2 separate regions of the Macaca mulatta genome follow, and region 2 is linked to region 1. The links are chromatin contacts, called in public Hi-C maps. All regions are on one chromosome and are shown on one strand. Each heading gives the region's core, a stretch centred on a gene start, on an enhancer-like site or on the middle of the called end of the contact. The rest is flanking DNA. Distances are from core to core; before and after follow the strand shown. Region 1 holds the start of TMEM164 (transmembrane protein 164). Region 2 overlaps TMEM164 (transmembrane protein 164).

What was found. Hi-C and Micro-C count contacts between places; a contact is called where the count stands out from the background.
Region 2: a Hi-C map of cortical neurons shows a contact between it and region 1, with 5 times the contacts expected there. The contact joins the enhancer-like site here to the promoter of TMEM164 in region 1. A contact is called at or near these places in 2 of 14 Hi-C or Micro-C datasets (cortical neurons and liver).

The regions. Positions count from the first base shown.
Region 1 is chrX:116,775,500-116,779,542 of T2T-MMU8v2.0, reverse strand. It overlaps TMEM164 (transmembrane protein 164), which reads right to left and starts at 2,418. Exons shown (of 6, transcript NM_001261008.1): 1 at 1,859-2,418. The coding sequence starts at 2,248.
Region 2 is chrX:116,920,403-116,924,202 of T2T-MMU8v2.0, reverse strand. All of the region lies in intron 3 of TMEM164 (transmembrane protein 164), which reads right to left. Among named protein-coding and RNA genes, the nearest start is that of MIR652, 94 kb to the right of the region's middle. Within about 2 kb of position 1,387, at least 13 of the 40 cell types and tissues checked have an H3K27ac peak or open chromatin away from gene starts, as enhancers often do. A contact at or near this core is called in cortical neurons, where this site is marked.

The DNA.
Region 1 (4,043 bases), core at 1,169-3,668:
AGTCTTCTAAGAGCCTCTAAAAATCTTTCTTCTAAAAACCATGGTGTTGCCAGTCTTGACGTCATCACACTAGCAGCAGCCAGGCTGAATTTAGTCCTTTGTTGACCTTGTAGATGTATGGTTGCCAGAGCCCTCAAGGCCACTTTGTAGAAGATGCACCCTTTGACCCTCACCACCTGCCATCCTAAAAAAAAAAGCACTCCTGTCCCGACAGCCTCACACAGCATGGGCTGAGATGCGTTGTTTCCTATCATTAACAAAAAGCCCATTCATTAAAAAAAGAAAGAAAGAAGACTGGCTCAAATTTACACAGAAGGTCTAGCTAGGGCAGCCCTGGACTTCCTGTGAATGGCATCACTTCCCAAGAAGCCCTTTCTTAAAAAATGCTGCCCACTCCAACCCGGATGCTTACGCCACCCAATCAAAAACAGCCGCTTTATTCCAAAGCTATCCACACCTTCTTACCATATCTGCAAGAAGGGAAGAGGCCGGGGTCATTCACCACATCCAGGAGCCTGCAATCAAATGAGTTCCTAGGAACACAGTGCAAGTATCCAAGCCATGAGTAGACAGCGTGGTGCTCATCTGCCTGACACTGCCCACAGGACTGCCCCACCACCCACTGCCACCCTCACTTTGGGGGTGACAGCTTACAACCTCAAGGTGGATGAATCTGCTTTCCAACCCAAGCACTAATTCACCTTTTGGCTGCAAGCAAATGACCTGTCATTCATAAACCCCGCCAGGCCTGTAAAATGGAGATAATAATCTCAACCTCCTGCCCCAAGCTAGGCTGTCACAAGTCTCCAAAGAATAACCTTCTACAACCATAAAGACAGTAAAGATGCTAATGACAGGTTTCAAAACTGCCCCTGAATAAAACACACTGGGTTTTCCACAGTCTGAAATCTAAAAAAGACTGATTGCTCTCCCAGTCTCCTCTTCATCCTCCTCTATGATTTTATAGCTTTAGAACATCTCTCCACACAGGCTGAGTACAGACAGTCTCACTCTTGGTCCTCACCCAGATTATTTTTATGAATCTGGCAACTTGCCTTTTCAATCCCATTTGTTTTCCTTAGCACTGCTAATGGGTGGAAGTCGAGGAGGTAAAGAAATCAGCTTCCTAAGCACCCTTGGACTATGACCACAGGAGACAGAATGACAGTGATAAGATGGAGAGGTTTGCAAAAAAAGAAATACCCTCTCACCGTAACGATCACCAGCCCAAAGTTCACAAGTCAGCCTGGGAACCTGCTTCAGAACTCACTTAGTAGGAGCTTGGTGCTGCTCCAATGCCTCAAAATGAAAAGGCAGACCTCACTCTAAGAGCATACACTCCCAAATGAAAGAGTCATTAAGAGAAACCTGTAAAAGTATTTCCCCAAAGTACCACAGTGTAGATGAGAAAGTTTATGTGACCACCTCCAGGAAAGAGTGTCACCAGGCCCCGGGGAAATTAACTACCACAGAAGGCAAGGGAGCTGGGTCATGGTCCACTGATGTGATTCAGAAAGGACACCTGGCTGGGGCTGGACTTCCTGCTTGTGAAAGGCCAGGGCAGGGCAGGGCAGGGCTGGGCTGGGCTGGGAGGGGAGGGGAGGGGCAGCCAGTGTGAGTGCCAGTCGTTCCTAGGGTTAAGGCACAAGGTTCCTCACCTCCACTGTGGGGCTGACGCATTGTGCAAAGGTGAAAGAAAGCCAAACCTGAAATCGGCACAAAGGCAGCCACTCGCTGGAAAATCATTTTTAAGGGTCCCACTCCCCGCCGGGATGAGATGCTGTACACTATGGAGTGTCCTGAGCACACAAATGACTCTTATCACTTAGGCTGCCTAGGAAAAAGTCAACAGACTCACATGCATCATGGTGACCAGGTGACAGGGGTTGAGCAGGTAGATGACGGTCTTGGTGGCGAACTTAAAGCCCACCTCCACCCCGAAGGTCAGGCACAGGGCTACTAAGAGCAGATTCTTGCTCAGGCTCTCCTTGCCTTCCTCTGGCCGCTGGGTCACCTGCTCTGGCTGGCTGCCAGGGCTACCCCTACCGTCCTCCTTCGTCTGCCTCAGGATGTGCCGCAGGGCCACCAGGATCTCCAACAGGGCCAGGGTCAGGACCACCACACTTTCCAGCAGCCGCTGCTGCCAAGAGAGGAAGGCAGCACAGTCGGGGCCCCCATTGCCTGCAAAACTGGGGTCCACGCCCCCATAGAGCCAGTCCAGGAGGCTCTGGTAGCTATACCGGGACATGATGCAAAGTGGTTCCCCTTGACCACAGTGCAGGAGGCAAGAGTGAGATGGAACACAAGCCCAGAGGGTTGCCCGGGTGGTGGACCATGTAAGGCGGGCACACCCCACGACCCCCCTCCAGACACCAGGGCACCGAGAGTAGGGGAGGGGAAGCTACACGCAAGGCCCGGGGTAAAGTGCTGGCTCTAACTTGTCCCCACGGCTGTCTGGGGGAGCCCCCCGCGCTTCTCCAGTGGCCACCAACGAGGCAGGGTTGAAAGGAGCCGTTGGCCAATCTAAAAGGAAGGAGAGGAAAAAAAAAAAAAAAAAGGTCTCAAAGAGGCAATTGCATCGGGAATTAGGAAGCGGGAGGGGTAACTAGCGAGGGAAGAAAAGGGGAACGGGGCAGTGGCGAAGCAGGGGTCAGGGGAAGCCGGAGGCCGAGAGGGTCAGGGCGGGGGCCAAGGAGACCCGGCAGTGCTGCGGCAGCGAACCGGGAGCCAAAAGGGGTCAGAGCTAGGGGACACGCGGAGGCCAGGAGAGGAGCTAGCGGGGCCAGGCAGGCGGGGAGGGCGACGGGGATGGCAGGGACGCCGGACTCCTCGTCTCACGCACTCGCCACAGAGGGATCTCTTACTCCTGCAACCGCGTGGCCGTCTCTGCCCCCAGCTAGCAACTTCGCCGCCGACGGGCCCCTCCAGCCAATTTAGAGCGGTCCTGGTCCAGCCTCCCGCCCCCGGGTACACCCCCAAACCCCCAGCTCCACCCTCCGGCCCCAGACGCCCGCCCTCCAGGCAGCACCACCCCCAGCCCGCGGCCCGCCCGGGACCTGCCCCCCTCGCGCAGGCAGCGGCGGGAGGAAGCCGGAGGGAGGGCGGGAGGCCGGGCCAGCCGGAGGTTGGACTAAAGCCGGCCCCCTCCCTCCGCCCCGGCGCCGCAACCTCCCGCGCCTCCCGCCCGGCCCTGGGGATCAGCCGCCGCGCCCCTCGGGGCTTCACTCACCGGCAGCTCGGCCCGCGGCCCCGGCTCGGGCTACTGCTCCGCTCCCGCGCTCCCCGCGCCGGGCGCTCAGTTCCCCTGGCGGCCGCCGCCGCGGCGCACGGCTCCTCCTCCCCGTCTTCCTCCCCCTGCAGCAGCCGCGCTCGCTTCCTCCTTCTTCCCCTCCCTCTCTCCTCCCCCTCGCCGCTGCCACCGCCACTGCCTCCCTCCTCCCGTCCAGTTCAGCTCTCGCCCCACCACACGCCCTCGGGCCACGACTACTCCTCCTCGCCTCCTTCCCTTTTCTGCCTCTGGCACTCCCCTCACCCGTCCACCATTCACACCTCCCACCCTCCGCGGCTTCGGCTCTCCCTCCTCCTCCCTCCTCCGGCTCAGTCTCCGCCTTCTTCCTCCTCCTCCCTGGCCTGCCTCGTCTTCTGCACTCGGATCCTGCACGCGTGCACAGCCACCCTCCTTCACAACCGTGTACAGAATTCGCCCCCTCGGTGAAGGCCTGTTGACTGGCTCCGCCTCCCGCGACCTGGTTCTCCAGGGCACTTCTTTCTATACTGGACACATAGTAGGCACTTAGCCGGCCCGCCCTAACTACTTGTGCAGCGAATAAGCCTTTCTAGTAATGAGCAGCTTGGCTTTGGGGTGTGTGCTGGGTATGGCCGGCTCCTCTTCGCGATTCCTCCTTTCTGCCACGACTCATGCAAGACCAGAAAGGCATCTTCTCTCCCCTTTCTAGCCACAGCCCCACTCCACACTTCGGTGCCTAGGACAGGGGCTTCTTTTCCCTGCTCCTCCCCCTCCTGCTCTGATCCAGTATTTTCTC
Region 2 (3,800 bases), core at 138-2,637, 150 kb before region 1:
TCCCCACAGGGCAAGCACATAACCAAGACTGTGTGCTAATGAGAGGAGGCAGTTACAGGCTACCCAGGCACAGGAGCCCAGGTCTGTCTTATGCCAAGGGCTGAAACCAAAAAGATGGCAGAGCTCCCAGAATGGGAGCTGGGACAACTGTGGAGCCTGGACACAGACGTTGGCTCTGGCTCTTTAAAATAAAAATCCACACGGAAAATAATTTCCCAGGAACCCACCTGCTGCTCAACTATTACTTTACACTCACCAAGGGAAATGTAAAAACTGAGAAAAGGAGGTAAGATTCCAAGTACCACTGTAGACCCCAGTGGAAAAGGTCACGAGATTGGATACTGGGCATTATCAGCACAAGGTAGCTATGGAGGTCTGAGAGGCCTACACTGGACCTCACAGTAATGTGGTCTGAGATCACTCTAGTATCTGAAAATTAGGTACTGCTTTATGCTTTTCAAATGATTTCACATCCACAATCTACTCAATGTCTCAAAATCCCCAGGAAGCAGCCAGGTCAAGTATTACCCTTAATTGACAGATGAGGAAACTGAGGTGCAAAAGGGTTATTAACTTCCCTGAGGTCGCCTGGAAAATAGGGAAGGAAGGAAAAAGTCCCAAGAAGGCTCAGCTCTCTGGCTGAAATGAGCACCTTCATGCACCTAAGGGACTTGACCTCTCCCTGAAACAGGCCTGGGAAGCCAGGCTGCTCTCTCCCATAGCAAGGAGCTGGGCCAAGGGCATGCAGCTACTAGTCCCAGGTGTGTCCTCAAGCAGTACTTCTGCCAACCTCTCAGACTCCAATTGCTGACCACCCACCTTGACTCACATTGCCCACCTGCCTCACCCTGCCTCCCAGCTCCTAGAAAGCAAAGTCTCCACCTGAATGTCCAGGGAGGCAGTTAAGCATTGCAGTTACAAGCTAGGACTTTGGAGTCTGTCAAAGCTGTGTTCTAGATTTGACTCTGCTGCTCGGTAGCCCTGTGGCCTTGGCCAAGGCCCTTAAACTCTCCATCTCCATTTTGGCATCAGTAAAATGAAAGTCAGTCTTCTAAGATTGTTGTATGATTTAAAAATTTTTTTAAATATAACAAAAACTAGCATGGTACTTCTTTTATGCCATGAACTATGAAAATCACTTTGTAAACAGTTAATTTAAACAAATCTTCATAAGAACTGTATTGTTCCAATTATATCCGTTTTAGAGATGGGACACTGGGGCACAGAAAAGTTAGATAACTCACTCAAGGATACATTCTCATTCAGTGACAGAGCCAAGATTCAAATCCAAGCAGTTTGGCTCTAGAATTTATAGTCTTAGCCAGCACACTCAGCTGTCCCCTGCTCACTCGCTCCCTCCCACAGAAGTCTGACTCATAGGAGTTGCTCCGTGGGGAGGAGCCACCCTTATGAATGGGAGTAGTCATAGTGGTATCAGCAACAGGACCGAGGCAGGACATGCACATGTCCTCACTTGTCCCTCCACACGGTGATTTAGCCCAGTCCTCTCCTGTTCAAATGATCCTCATCTTCATAGCATGCTCTGCCTACTGTCTGGTGTCCCAGCCACACATCATACAGTAGCCAAACTTGCCCTGCAACATAGGCCTCCCAGCTCCTGAGCCTCTTGTCACTGGCCCACTTCATCTCTGCAGCCACTGTGGCTACAGACTTCAGATGGAGTGGCCAAGAGACTGTCCCCACCAGCAGTTTCCTTCCTCTGGTGGCTGCCTCACCCCTACTCCAAGACTTCTCTACTTCAGGGGGCCACAAAGAGTACTGAACTAGGTGCATATGCCACTGCACCCAAAGCCAGGGGAGAGAAAGAGGAAATAGGTGAAGGAGGAAGTGTGGAAAAAGAAGGAGAGAAAGGGAAGAAGAAGATGTAAGAGAAAGGGGGTGAAGTAAGAAGAAACATAATGGCAAGAATAAGAGAGCTGAATGGGAACCAAGAACTTAACCACTTGTCATTTAATAGCAAATCATATTGAAGTACTTATATTATGCACCATGTTCTGTGTTAAATACTTTTACATGTTGATATGGTTTGGCTATGTCCCCACCCAAATCTTATGTTGAATTGTAGCTCCCATAATTCCCACATGCTGTGGGAGGGACCCAGTGGGAGATAATTGAATCATGGGGACATTTTCCTCCATACTGTTCTGGTGGTAGTGAATAGGTCTCATGAGATATGATGGTTTTATAAGGGGTTTCCCCTTTCACTTGGCTCTCATTCTCTCTTGCCTGCCACCATGTAAAACGTGCTTTTCACCTTCTGCCATGATTGTGAGGCCTCCCCAGCCACATGGAACTGTGAGTCCATTAAACCTCTTTTTCTTTATAAGTTACCCAGTCTTGTGTATGTCTTTATCAGCAGCATGAAAACAGACTAATACACATGTATTATCTCATTTAATTATTACAACTTTCCTATGAAGTAGGGACTATGATCATGTGCATTTGACAGACAGGAAACTAAGTCACAGAGAAATTAAATAACATCCAAAGAAACAGCAATAGGCACAGGGATGGGGGGAAAGGGCATTCAACAAAGGAGAAAAAAGTTTTTGTTTTTGCTTTTAAAGAAATGTGGTCTCCCTATGTCACCCAGGCTGGAGTACAGTGGCCATTCTCATGCACAATCATGGCACACTACAGCCCTGAGCTCCTGGGCACAAGCAACCCTCCTCCCTTAACCTCCCAAGTAGCTGGGACTATAGGCATGCACCATCATGCCCAGCTAAGACAGTTCTTTACTGAACACCGAGTCTGGGCTGAGTTCCAGGAACTTTCTCAGGGAGCCTCCCCTGACCCTCTTTTCCCCATTTTATATCTGTGAAATGCCATACTTCCCTAGAAAGAGTTCCACTTGGTTAATTCATTTCTACACACTAGAGAACTCATACCTAGAACTCCACTCTAATGTACATAGCCTGGTTCTTTTTCAACTGGAGGAATCCTGAGGTTATAGACAAAAAGTCCTGCATCAATGCAATTTAAAGTCAAAAGCAATAAAAAATGCTTTAAGCAACACAGGCCATTAACTACCTTCTCACAAGTCAACATCCTTTTTAGAATCAAAAGACCAGAGTGGTAAAGTTCTCCAGGCCTCTAGAGTTTAGACTGCCTGAAACATTAGGTGCATGGACTCTGTTCATGGCAAGAATCTCAACCTCCTTCCTCCCGCTCTGCAACCCTGACAGCTGCACCACTGTTCTCTCCCATGGAGACCACTGATCCCACCACGCCCCTATTTCCCTGTTTACAACAGTCACCTGAGCAGTCCCTTCACCTTTTTTAAGAAAAACTTAATTATCGCTCTCTGAAGACACTGCTACACTGCTATCCTGACAGCTCTCTCAAGTAGTGGGGATTTTTCCTCTCATATAACCTTACACCACTGGGCCAAGGGAATGCCTCTCTGTGCCTCACAGATGCTTCCAAATTGCTGTCTCTTCCAGACCATTATCTCTGCCTCCTTGCTAACCACTCTCCTGATTTGAATCTCATGTCCTGAGACTATGGCACCCACTACTCCTTTCTGTTGCAGTTATTTACGGCCCCCTGCATGTATACCCTCCCCTCCTCAGTCCTTGAAGGTTTTGTGTTACCCCTCCCTGTGACGCCTTTCCAACATTCCTTTGTCAAAATCCCTGCAGTATCAATATTTAGGAACACTCTGGCTTCTCAATGCCTGCCCTCCATGCTCCTCAAGATCTCTCTCCATTTTACCTCATACCTTTTTCATATGGTCACACCAGTTATTATTAATAGCTGTGATCTCTCCATAACCTCTG